2 separate regions of the Cricetulus griseus genome follow, and region 1 is linked to region 2. A link is a contact called in public Hi-C data. All regions are on one chromosome and are shown on one strand. Each heading gives the region's core, a stretch centred on a gene start, on an enhancer-like site or on the middle of the called end of the contact. The rest is flanking DNA. Distances are from core to core; before and after follow the strand shown.

Evidence for each region. Hi-C and Micro-C count contacts between places; a contact is called where the count stands out from the background.
Region 1: a contact with region 2 is called in a Hi-C map of the CHO-K1 cell line, with 3 times the contacts expected there. The contact joins two enhancer-like sites. A contact is called at or near these places in 4 of 8 Hi-C or Micro-C datasets (the CHK-Q cell line, the CHO-K1 cell line, fibroblasts and 1 more).

The regions. Positions count from the first base shown.
Region 1 is chr5:157,054,662-157,059,579 of CriGri-PICRH-1.0, reverse strand. No RefSeq gene overlaps it. Among named protein-coding and RNA genes, the nearest start is that of Nrcam, 210 kb to the left of the region's middle. Within about 2 kb of position 3,164, at least 1 of the 6 cell types and tissues checked has open chromatin away from gene starts, as enhancers often do.
Region 2 is chr5:156,739,080-156,744,263 of CriGri-PICRH-1.0, reverse strand. No RefSeq gene overlaps it. Among named protein-coding and RNA genes, the nearest start is that of Stxbp6, 81 kb to the left of the region's middle. Within about 2 kb of position 3,678, at least 1 of the 6 cell types and tissues checked has open chromatin away from gene starts, as enhancers often do.

The DNA of each region.
Region 1 (4,918 bases), core at 1,915-4,414, 320 kb before region 2:
ACTTACCTTTTAAATTTAGTTGGCGTTTTGTTTGTTGTCTTTGTTGTTGTTGGCTTTTTGCTTTTTTGAGACAGATTCTATGTAGCCCTGGCTAGCCTGAAACTCACTGATTGTATTTTTCCCTAGTAGGTTAGTATTCATATCCTTCTTCCTGAAGGCTTTAATAGGACAGATTAACTCTTTTAACAAGAATATACTAAATTTCTGTAAATCTTAGGCTCCAGATTATAGTCACGTGACTCCTGGCTTCTCAGAATTCAATACATTGTGCAGAAGATAACAAAGAAGTGAACTACATGCCCGCAAACATTTCTGTAGGTACCATGAAGAAAGCAAGATGTTGTGAGGGACTGGCCTGGAAAGTCTTTCTGAGACAGTTTAGTGGAATTGAAAAATGGTCAGTATGAGACACACTGGGGAAAGAAGTATTCTTGGCAGCAGACACAGCATTTGTCAAGGTTCTCAAGTGCAAAAGAGCCTGACATGCTTGAAGTGGCCAGGCAATTACAGCCAGTGAGTAATGAGGTAGCAATTGCTCATGGTCTTGGTTGAATTTAGACATAGGGCTCTCTTGGTCTAAGCAAATATGGGAACTGTGTATGAGCCCCTTCTCTTCCTTCCCCTCTCCTCCTCTCACCTTTTCCTCTCACTTCATTTCCTCCTTCTCTTTCATTTCTTCTCTTGCTTTATTCCTTAGAAAAAGAGGAAAAACAGAGCAGACATGAAGGACCCCAGTGGATAGTGTGGAGCATGCTCGAATTCTCTCCTGCCATATCTGGGGACCATAAGCATATAATGGAACCTCAGGGGACAGGTGGTAAAAGGCATATGATGGAATCTGAGGGGAGAGGCTGACCATGGAGGATCATCAGGAGCCCACAAAAAATGAGAACATTAAGTCAGAGCTTTCTCCATCTCAACCTTAGACTTGAAGAATAGGGCACTTACATCACTTCTAGTCCTTTTCCCTGTTGCTCTCAAGGGGAAAGTAAGGCCAGATTGGTGCCCCCAAGGAGGAACTAAGCTGGTGTCTTAGTTAGGTTTCTATCGCCGTGAAGAGACACCATGACCACAGCAACTCTTATAAAGGAAAACATTAAATAGGGGTGGCTTACAGTTCAGAGATTCAGTCCATTATCATCATAGTGAGGAGCATGGCAGCATGCAGGCAGACAGTGCTAGAGTAGTAGCTGAGAGTCCTACATTTTGTAGGCAACAGGAACTTGTCTGAGACACTGGGCAGTATCCTGAGCATAGAAAGCCTCAAAGCCCACCCCCACATTGATACACTTCCTCCAACAAAGCCTCACCTCCAAATAGTGCTGGTCTTTATGAGATTATGGGGGCCAATTACATTCAAACCACCACAGCTGGTTTTAGCCTTTCCACGTTCCATGGGGATACTGGTGCTGCACTCACAGGTTCAGATGAGGGGCGCTGAGTCCTCCATTGGTTGGATGTCTTTAGTTATCTTCTGTCAGAACCTGACTCAGGGGATCCTTATTAATTTATTAACCACAATCTCTTTCCCTTCTACTTAGTGAATTCCAATACTTGGCCCTTTGCTGTGCTTTGCTCTATGTTAGCTAATGTTTGTTTAGACAAACAAACCAGTCCAGTGACATGGGTGAAGGTGTCTCACTCAGTTCAGCTCTTGAATATGAATGTGTGACTTACCTGAAGGTTTTTGAAACTTTGCTTTTTTTTTACATTTTCATGGTGGGTAAACATCAGCTTCTCTAAGAGGCTGTCAGGGCTCTCAGCATTACCAGTAGTCTCAGGGTACTCTGCTTCCATTGTGTCCTGTACAATGCAGTACCTTGACCTTGGATCGTCTGAACCTCTCCCTGACCCTAGGAATGAACTGTAAACCCATGGTCGCCTTCCATGAATAATTTGTGACTATGCCCTATTGTTCTCCACATTCCATAATGGCAAGTGTCTTTATTTGGGAGGGGTCTTTATTTTCCTTATGATTGAAGGAAGAAAATTTAGATACCATTGCTACTAGGATGGGTTCACAGGAAGAGAGGTGATAGTACATAGAAGGATCCCCTGAGCTTTGGGAGGGGACAGTGAAGAGTAGGATTTGCAAAATCTACACCTCCATAGCACCATGAACTCCCAACAGCTCTACCACATGTCACTTCCCCCACGAAGTGGACACAGTGTAGATTCCTGCCCTTTGGGACATACAGAACCAGATACAGACAAATTGTATTTTGTCTAAAGATACAGCACTAATGTCAAAGTCAGGAGGTTTTCTGCTAAGGATTCAAACCAACATATTTTGTCAAGAAGAAAGTCTGAGTAGCTTGTAGTGTGGAGAAATGTAACACAATATACTCTGTAGAGGGATGGAGTTTGGGATTTTGGTTGGGGCAGGCCTACTGTTCTAACTGCCCTGATCCCTCTTGCCTGGATTCTTCTTTACAAATAGCTTAATAATAATGCTAGGCTTCCATTTTATAAATAAAGCATTATAATTGTGTGGAAATACTATGCCATTGCCATAGTTTTCCTGGGACTATCTTTTAGTTGAATACACCAGATGCTTCCATAATGAGATGTCACCACCAATATATATGTTAGTGAGATCTAGTTGCTTCCTTTGTTTCCTCTAAGGGCTATTTTCACTTTAGACTAAGTTCAATTTGTAGAGCCCATGGTTCTAGCAATAGGCTTTGGGAAAGTAGCCTGAGAAGGTTCTTCTCTTCATCCTTGGAGTCATGGAGATGCATCTGCAGAGTGCTTTTGAACACATTCTTTAAAGAGTGGCATGAATTCCTGCTCAAAGCATGTGTCAAAATATCTCCCAGACCACGAACTGCTCACTTCCATTCCCATGGTTGGTGCCCTAGGTGTAGTGTTGAATTTCTCTCTCATTCATTTAGCCTTTTTGGATGCTTCTTTGAGCAAGTGGCCCCCACTGAGCACTTAGGTCAGCTATCTCTCATTTGCTAGAGCTTCTGTCTATGAAATGTAAAAGGATCATAAAAATGGCCAGGGAGACTTGGGTAACATCTGCCCCATATGACCTGGGCCAACATGGCCTGAAGGAAACTGTGCTGTCCAGCAGCCAGCACCACTTCTAGCAGCCTCAAAAGTCCTGCAAAGTCATTGCTTTGGGAAAGACTGACTCAGAGCTGACATACACTAAGCATGGAGGTGGCAGGCACAGGGCTGTATATTCATTATGTCATCCAGCTCTTACAAATGTAGTCACCTTCAAAGCCACAAGTGTGACAAAGCTGCTGCTGGATTTCGATGGGCAGATTGGTTGGACAATGGTATCCCTTTGCTATCCCCCAAACCCCCTATTTCTGTGAATAACCACAAGGGGGTGCCCTGCCCCAACTCACCTCACTTGAAAGGCAATAGTTTATTCTTATGGAGGTGTGTGTGTGTGTGTGTGTGTGTGTGTGTGTGTGTGTGTGTGTGTGTGTGTGTGTGTTTGAATTTCTACATTCTACTCCCTCCCATATTTCCTTCTGTCCTCTTCTCACAGTAGTGGGAATGGAACCTGGGCCTCACACTAGACAAGCATTCTACTGCTGAGCTGCATTCCCCAGATATATGCCCAGGCATTTTCTTTCTGTCTAAATTGCGAGGGTCCTTTACTGAAATGTTCCAGACTGATGTAAACATGTCTACAAACATTGAGTGTTATCAACAGGCCTAATACAGAAAGCACTCAAAGGGAAGCCTCTGTGCTGTGGAATAAAAGTGTATTCTTTGTTCTCCAAAAACCAGGGAAAGATGACAAGATCATATTTAAGGAAAACTGTAGGCTTCAGCAATAAAGGACGAAGTTTTAATTAAACAGATCATTTGGTACACATGATCAGTGCTTACACAGGAATGTTCTTTTGAATTTGTAATCTCCTGCCTCAGTGTTCACGGAAAGCATTCATGGGCTCCATTTGCTTATCTCTGTGTCACCTGACAAATAACCAAGTTGGTAGAGTAACAGTGACACATGGCATAGGACAAAGGCTCCATCCATATCTAATGTTGGCAATTGATACCTGGGATTCAAGGGACTATGAGCCCCGTCTTCTGCACACATATCCATCTAAGTATAGATGTGTGACATTTCAACCTGCCATTTGAGGCAGACTGAAAGGGAAATTGTGTGTTGTCGAATAAATCTTCCCTCTACCTGCAAGCACTGGTACCATTTAAAATGCCTAATGGAGGAAGTATGAGAATAATTGTGACATATATGGCCAGCTAAATCATAATCCAGTAGGCATGACCATGGGTTCTATTTCTATACCACATTCCATAGGACCCATGGGATGGGCCATGGACTGGGATAGGCCTTTGTTGCAGTCACCCTGAATGCCTATGGAGCCTAGTCATGACTCAGAAAATAGAAGAAACTGTGGCAGAAAACTTGAAGAGAAGGCATGTTCCATAGCAACTTCCTCTGAGGCAAACTTCCATCTTGAAGGGGGGCAGGCACAGGATATTCTGAAGGGATGTGAAGAATTCTATCTTGTCCAGAAAGCTGATTAACGGGAAGGAAACAACTTAACGGTTTCATGAAGTTCCAGAAACTTACCAAATACACTAGATCTCACTTTTCCCAAAGGTATATAAGCAGTATGGACAGATGAGAAACACTCTCAGACAAGTTGACCTGCTTAGAAAAGGAAGAGGCCAGCTGAGCTTCCTGGAAGAAACTCAGACATATAGAGCCCCCTGTAAAGGACTGTTTCCAATCTGACTAGATGCCTACAGGTTGGGTAGTGTGCTTCAGGTCTCCAGCTTTTGTGAACTGACACCTGTTCGGGAGCAGACCTTGGTGATAAGGCTGTCTGGGAGTCATCTCTGTTCCTGTGAGTAATCCCTCATTAAATAAGTCCAATAAAACTCATGGTTCACCAAGTTGATGGTGGCCTTGCTTTGGTCT
Region 2 (5,184 bases), core at 2,429-4,928:
TTTTCAGTCTAACTGACATGTGATATTTATGACTTCTGTTGCTATACCTGATGAGGGGGGTCCTAGATCTCCTGTATAGTAGACAGAATAATATCCTTACCCACCCCACACACCTGTGAATATATTACGTTACAGTACAAAGAGAAGTTAATATTGCAGATGGAGTTGACTTTGACCCAACTGACTTTACAGTGAGGTTATACTTGGTTATCACAATTGCCCAAACGTAGCTATGAGGTTTCTACCAGTTGAAGAGTGAGTCACAGGAGGATGTCACAGTGATGCCCTGCACCCTCCCTTGGGTTTGTGGCTTTGAAGTCAGACTGTGGTAGTTGTGGATTAAATAAGTGTTGGTCATCTCTGGAACATGGAAAATTCCAGGAATGTCTAGTCTAGGATTCACAAATGCAATGTAGTCTTGCCAGTGCCTCAGTTTTAAATTAGTAGGATCAGGGTCAGAGTTTTAACAGATAGAATTGTAAAATTATAAGATTGTGTTTTTTGTGCTCCTGAACCTAAGACTCAAGGAACATTGACGATGAGGGGATGTAAATATTCTAAGAGACAGAGAACCATGAAGGTTGCTGTGAAAATATGTCTGCTAGGAGTATCAGAAGCTACATCCATAAATTCTCGCTAGCACATCTGTCCAAACATGGGCTGAACAAGGATGACACCAATAAACATGCCAAACTGAACAGAGAAGAACCATGTGACCTCATCCCTACACAGAGAACTACAGGCAAGTGAGGAACTCTGGGAAAGGAAGAGGTGGCTTTTCCCAGGGAAGACTGCATCAATTGATTGGCATACTCATATTGTTCTCAGAGCCTACTCTAGCCACCCCTTCACTCTTCTTTCCAGCAAAGAGCTCCTTTCACTATTGTCCCACGAGCTGAGGGATACCTGTAGGTTAGCAAGGTACACACTGAAGATATGATGCATGCTTGCTACACCACAAAGCTAAGTGCAAGCGTCTGACAGATTATTTCTGGCCAATGGAAGTTAGACCAGCTGTGTGTTGTTTAGCCAAGTAGAGCTATGTTACACTGGGTTTAGTGTAATAGATGTTTGTATAAATGGCATTAAGCACTGTCTTAGTTAGGGTTTTATTGATGGGAAGAAACACCATGACCTTAACAACTCTCATTAAGGAAAAAATTTAATTGGGGCTGGCTTATAGTTCAGAGGTTTATTCCATTACCATCATGGAGAGAAGCATGTCAGCATGCATGCAGACATGGTGCTGGAGAGGTAGCTGACAGTTTAGCATCCAGGTCTGAAGGCAGCAGGAAGAGAATGAGACAATGGGCTTGGCTTGAGCATCTGAGACCTCAAAGTCCAACTCCAGTGACACATTTCCTCCAACAAAGCCACACCTCCTAACAGTGCCACTGTCTATGGGCCTGTGGGGGTCATTTTCATTCAAATCACCACAGGGACTTATTCTCTTTTTTGCAAATGTAAGGGAAATCATGAAAACTTATCTGGACGGATTAGTCTTTCCCATACAACTCATCTGGGGACTTACTAAGAAAAATATATTTCCAGCCCCACTCCTTAGAATTGCAATTGAGTAGGCCCTGTGCTGTGTTTCTGACATGTGCCCCAAGTGAGCTTAACCCTGCTAAACATTACAACATACAGTTAGGTTAGAGAAGAATACTGCCTAGATGGTTCCATGCTTAGATTAAAGGGCAATCTAATCTCACAACTGTGTTCTCTATGACTGTTTGCTTGTTGATATTATTCCCTTATCCTTTACACAAAAACTTGCAAGCAACATGGAGTGGGATGAGAGAAAACACACTCCCCCATACTTACACATCAGTCTTATGGTGGGCATGAGTAAGCCCTCTCAGATTCTTGAAAAATAAAAGGAGTCTCTTGATGGAAAATGTCTAAGCATGAGAAGACATGTGTCAGCATTTAAAGCACCATTGTATTGTGGACAGGTGAGCAGACAGAACATTGTATTTGGCAAGGTTCCTCCATTTAAAAGGTGAAAATAACTCTGGTACCTTTGCTGTGAAGGCAGGCAGAGTCTGTCTGTCTGTTTCTCTGCCTCCCTCCCTCCTCCTCCTCCTCCCTCCCTCCCTCCCTCCCTCCCTCCCTCCCTCCCTCCCTCCCTCTCTCCCTCCCTCCTTCCCTCTCTCCCTGCCTACTTCCCTCTCCCTCTCTCAGTCCCTCTGTCTGAAATAGTAGGTTTAAATACAGCACTTCACCCATGTCAGGCAAGTTCTCTACCCCGAGCCATACCTACAGTGCAAAGGACTGATTCTGTGAAGTCTAATCTCCCTTTGATCTGAGAGGGGGGAAGGGGATGAGTGAAAGATGAGTTTCCTATGTAGGCTGTGCAGGCTGACTGCTTGTTTCCAAAAGGAATATATAACTAGATTCCAGTCCAGGATTCCCTCAAATAGGGTGCATGCTATCATAAGGGCAATGGCTATGTTTGGTCAAAGGAAATGACATCTTTTAAAAATCTACAACACGACTGCCAGATGGCACATCTAAGTAATATGTCAGCATTAACCTGCTCCTTGACATCAGTGAGTATCTTGATTTCTGAAATGACACACAAAGAGAAAACAGAATGGAATTTGCTGTTTTCAAACTGTTTGAAATCCCATTTTCCTGACTGTAATTGAGCCACAAGAAGGATCCACCCATAATATTCTCTGCCAAGCTCATCTGCTCATTGGAAAAACAAATTCCTAAGTGAGTGACACATCATCCCCTTGTGTCCTGTATATCCTATTATTTGCCAATTTCCATCTTATCAGCTAGACTTACTTAATGCTTGAGGCCAAGGGATTACAGTGTCTCTTAATTAACTAGTTGCAGACAGCTAATTATCCTCCCCAAAGTATCTCATCAGTATACAAAGGATATTAACTTCCAGTTGTAAAACACCTCTGAGCATTTTCAAAACATCACAAAGCTTTTGTTAGAAGAGATATCTTTTCAAACACGGAGGACCCTTTGCATATTGATCCCTTTCTCTCTCTTTCTCTCTTACCTAGGTCCAGTGAGCTCTCAGGGGGATTTGGAATTGTTTGCCTTTCCAGCCCACCCACTCTCCCGGTGAGCAAATAATTCTTACCCTGTCTGCCTGGGTTCCCAGCCTGGGCGTTCTGATCACAGTAAGATGTACAAGGCTGCCTGCTGGTGACTCTACAGTCTGCCAAAGCTGCAGGAAACCTTTCTGAGCAACAACTTCCATGCTTAACTTTCAAGTTCCAGCCTCTTTGGTCTGGATGCAGCCTTGATTCAACCTTGCTGGCTGAAGAATATCTGTGGCTTCCTGTAGAAGGCTGAGCACATTCTCCTCACAAAACTGCTATTAGCAGGTAAGGAGAAGGGCATTACAGATGGCTAGCTACCTAACCATGATGCCTAACTGAGGAGTTCTCTCTAATAGACTGCTGTCTAGCTTGTCTAGACAAATTGTCTAGCTTGAACTGGGTACTTGATGAGGGATCCAGTCTAATCCTCAAATACAGCAAACTTGAGAGTCTTTCATGATTTTTCAGTTAAGAAACTTGAAGTGTGGAGAATTGGACTAAATGTCTAAAGCAATACAGCTAATAAAATTCAAAACAAGGCAAGGGGCAAAGTGCTCTAGTGGTAAAGGAGGCAAAGTACAGCAGTTGAGACTGAGAACAAGCAATCATTTGGAAGTGTTTTCTGCCTGATTCCTCTGCTGGGTCAGCAGAGCTGCACTGAAGTCATGTTGCTGGGATTAAAAATGATTTTTCTTGATCTCCCTCTATTATTTATCCTTTTATGGCAGCATTTCTTGATCAAAGTGGACATCTCACCCATCATGCTATTTCCACTCTTTCTCCTCCTTGTCAATTTAATAAATATTGTGACCATTTTCCCCTCCTGGGAGAACATATATAGATTGGTGTGTTGCAAGAGAATGTCAATGGATCATCTAAAAGTCAGTGGCTCACAGACTTATCTGGACATTAGAATTGCCTAGAAAAAAATCTAAAATCGTGCCAGGGTCACACAAGCAAACTGCTTTATTAGTAACTTCGAGGGAGAGGGCAAGCACCAAGGTCAGTGTCAGTGCTTTTAAAAGCAGTCTAGGATCTTTAGCAGCACACCTATAACTGTAATAAGTCGCAACAGTACCCAGGGATCTTGTTAAAAATGCCAATTGTGATTGAAGGCCTCAGTAGTGGTGATAGCCTTCACTGCTGCTGCAGTGTGATGGAGTGGTGAGGCTCCAGACTCTCAAGCTCTGATCCTCGGATCTGTGGCATCAGCATCATAAGCAAATTCTTGTGCCCTGTGTACAGAGCCCAGTGGTCTCTTTAGCAGAATCTCAAGGTGATTCCAACAGGTGTCATAGTCAGAACTATTGCTGTATGATCTTCCAGAGTCTAACTCAGTGGTAGACTTTGGAAGGCAAGAGAGAAATATCCCACAGTGGTCCACAGATGGGGTGTATAGGCAGGATAGTTGTGGAAATAGGAGATCAGACTATGAGAACCCAAGAAAGAAATGTACAATGAGGTAAATCTCTGAGTCACAGTGAGGCATCCCAGGAATGGTAATGTGTCTGGGAATATGAGGTGTTGCTGAACATCTGAATGATGAGACAGGCTGGTGCTCCACTCAACCAGATCCTGATGGTCATTGTTTCTTCTTCTAGTACCTTTTCTTATTGGAATACAGATGTTTTCCCTGTCTATGCACATAGCAGAGCAGTGTGGTGGAAGCTTTAGCATGAGGTTACTTGAGTTAGAATTCTGGCTTACTGACTCCATAGTGAGGCACGTTAGACTTTATTGACCAGCAATTCCTCATGGAAAATGGGACTAATGCATTAGTGTCTACCCTCAGCTTTTTTTCATAGGAAGGAAATAATGGGTATGTTAAGAGCATTCTTAGGACCCAGGAAATATCCCTCAAATAAAGCAGTCACTGTCCTTGGTTTGTGTCTTCATATCTCCAGCTGAATCCACCACTTGATACAAGTCTGTAATCCAGTCCAACGTTTGACATTCCTTGCTGTTCTGAGTTACTATCATGGTTCATAGGCCAAGCTGTTCCATGTGGCATCCGTGGAACGTGGGTATTTGCTGTTTGGAGTTGGATGTGCTCTCATGGTCCATAGCACATTCCTTCCTTCTTTCAGAAGCTCCACTCATGTCATAACTAAAGTAT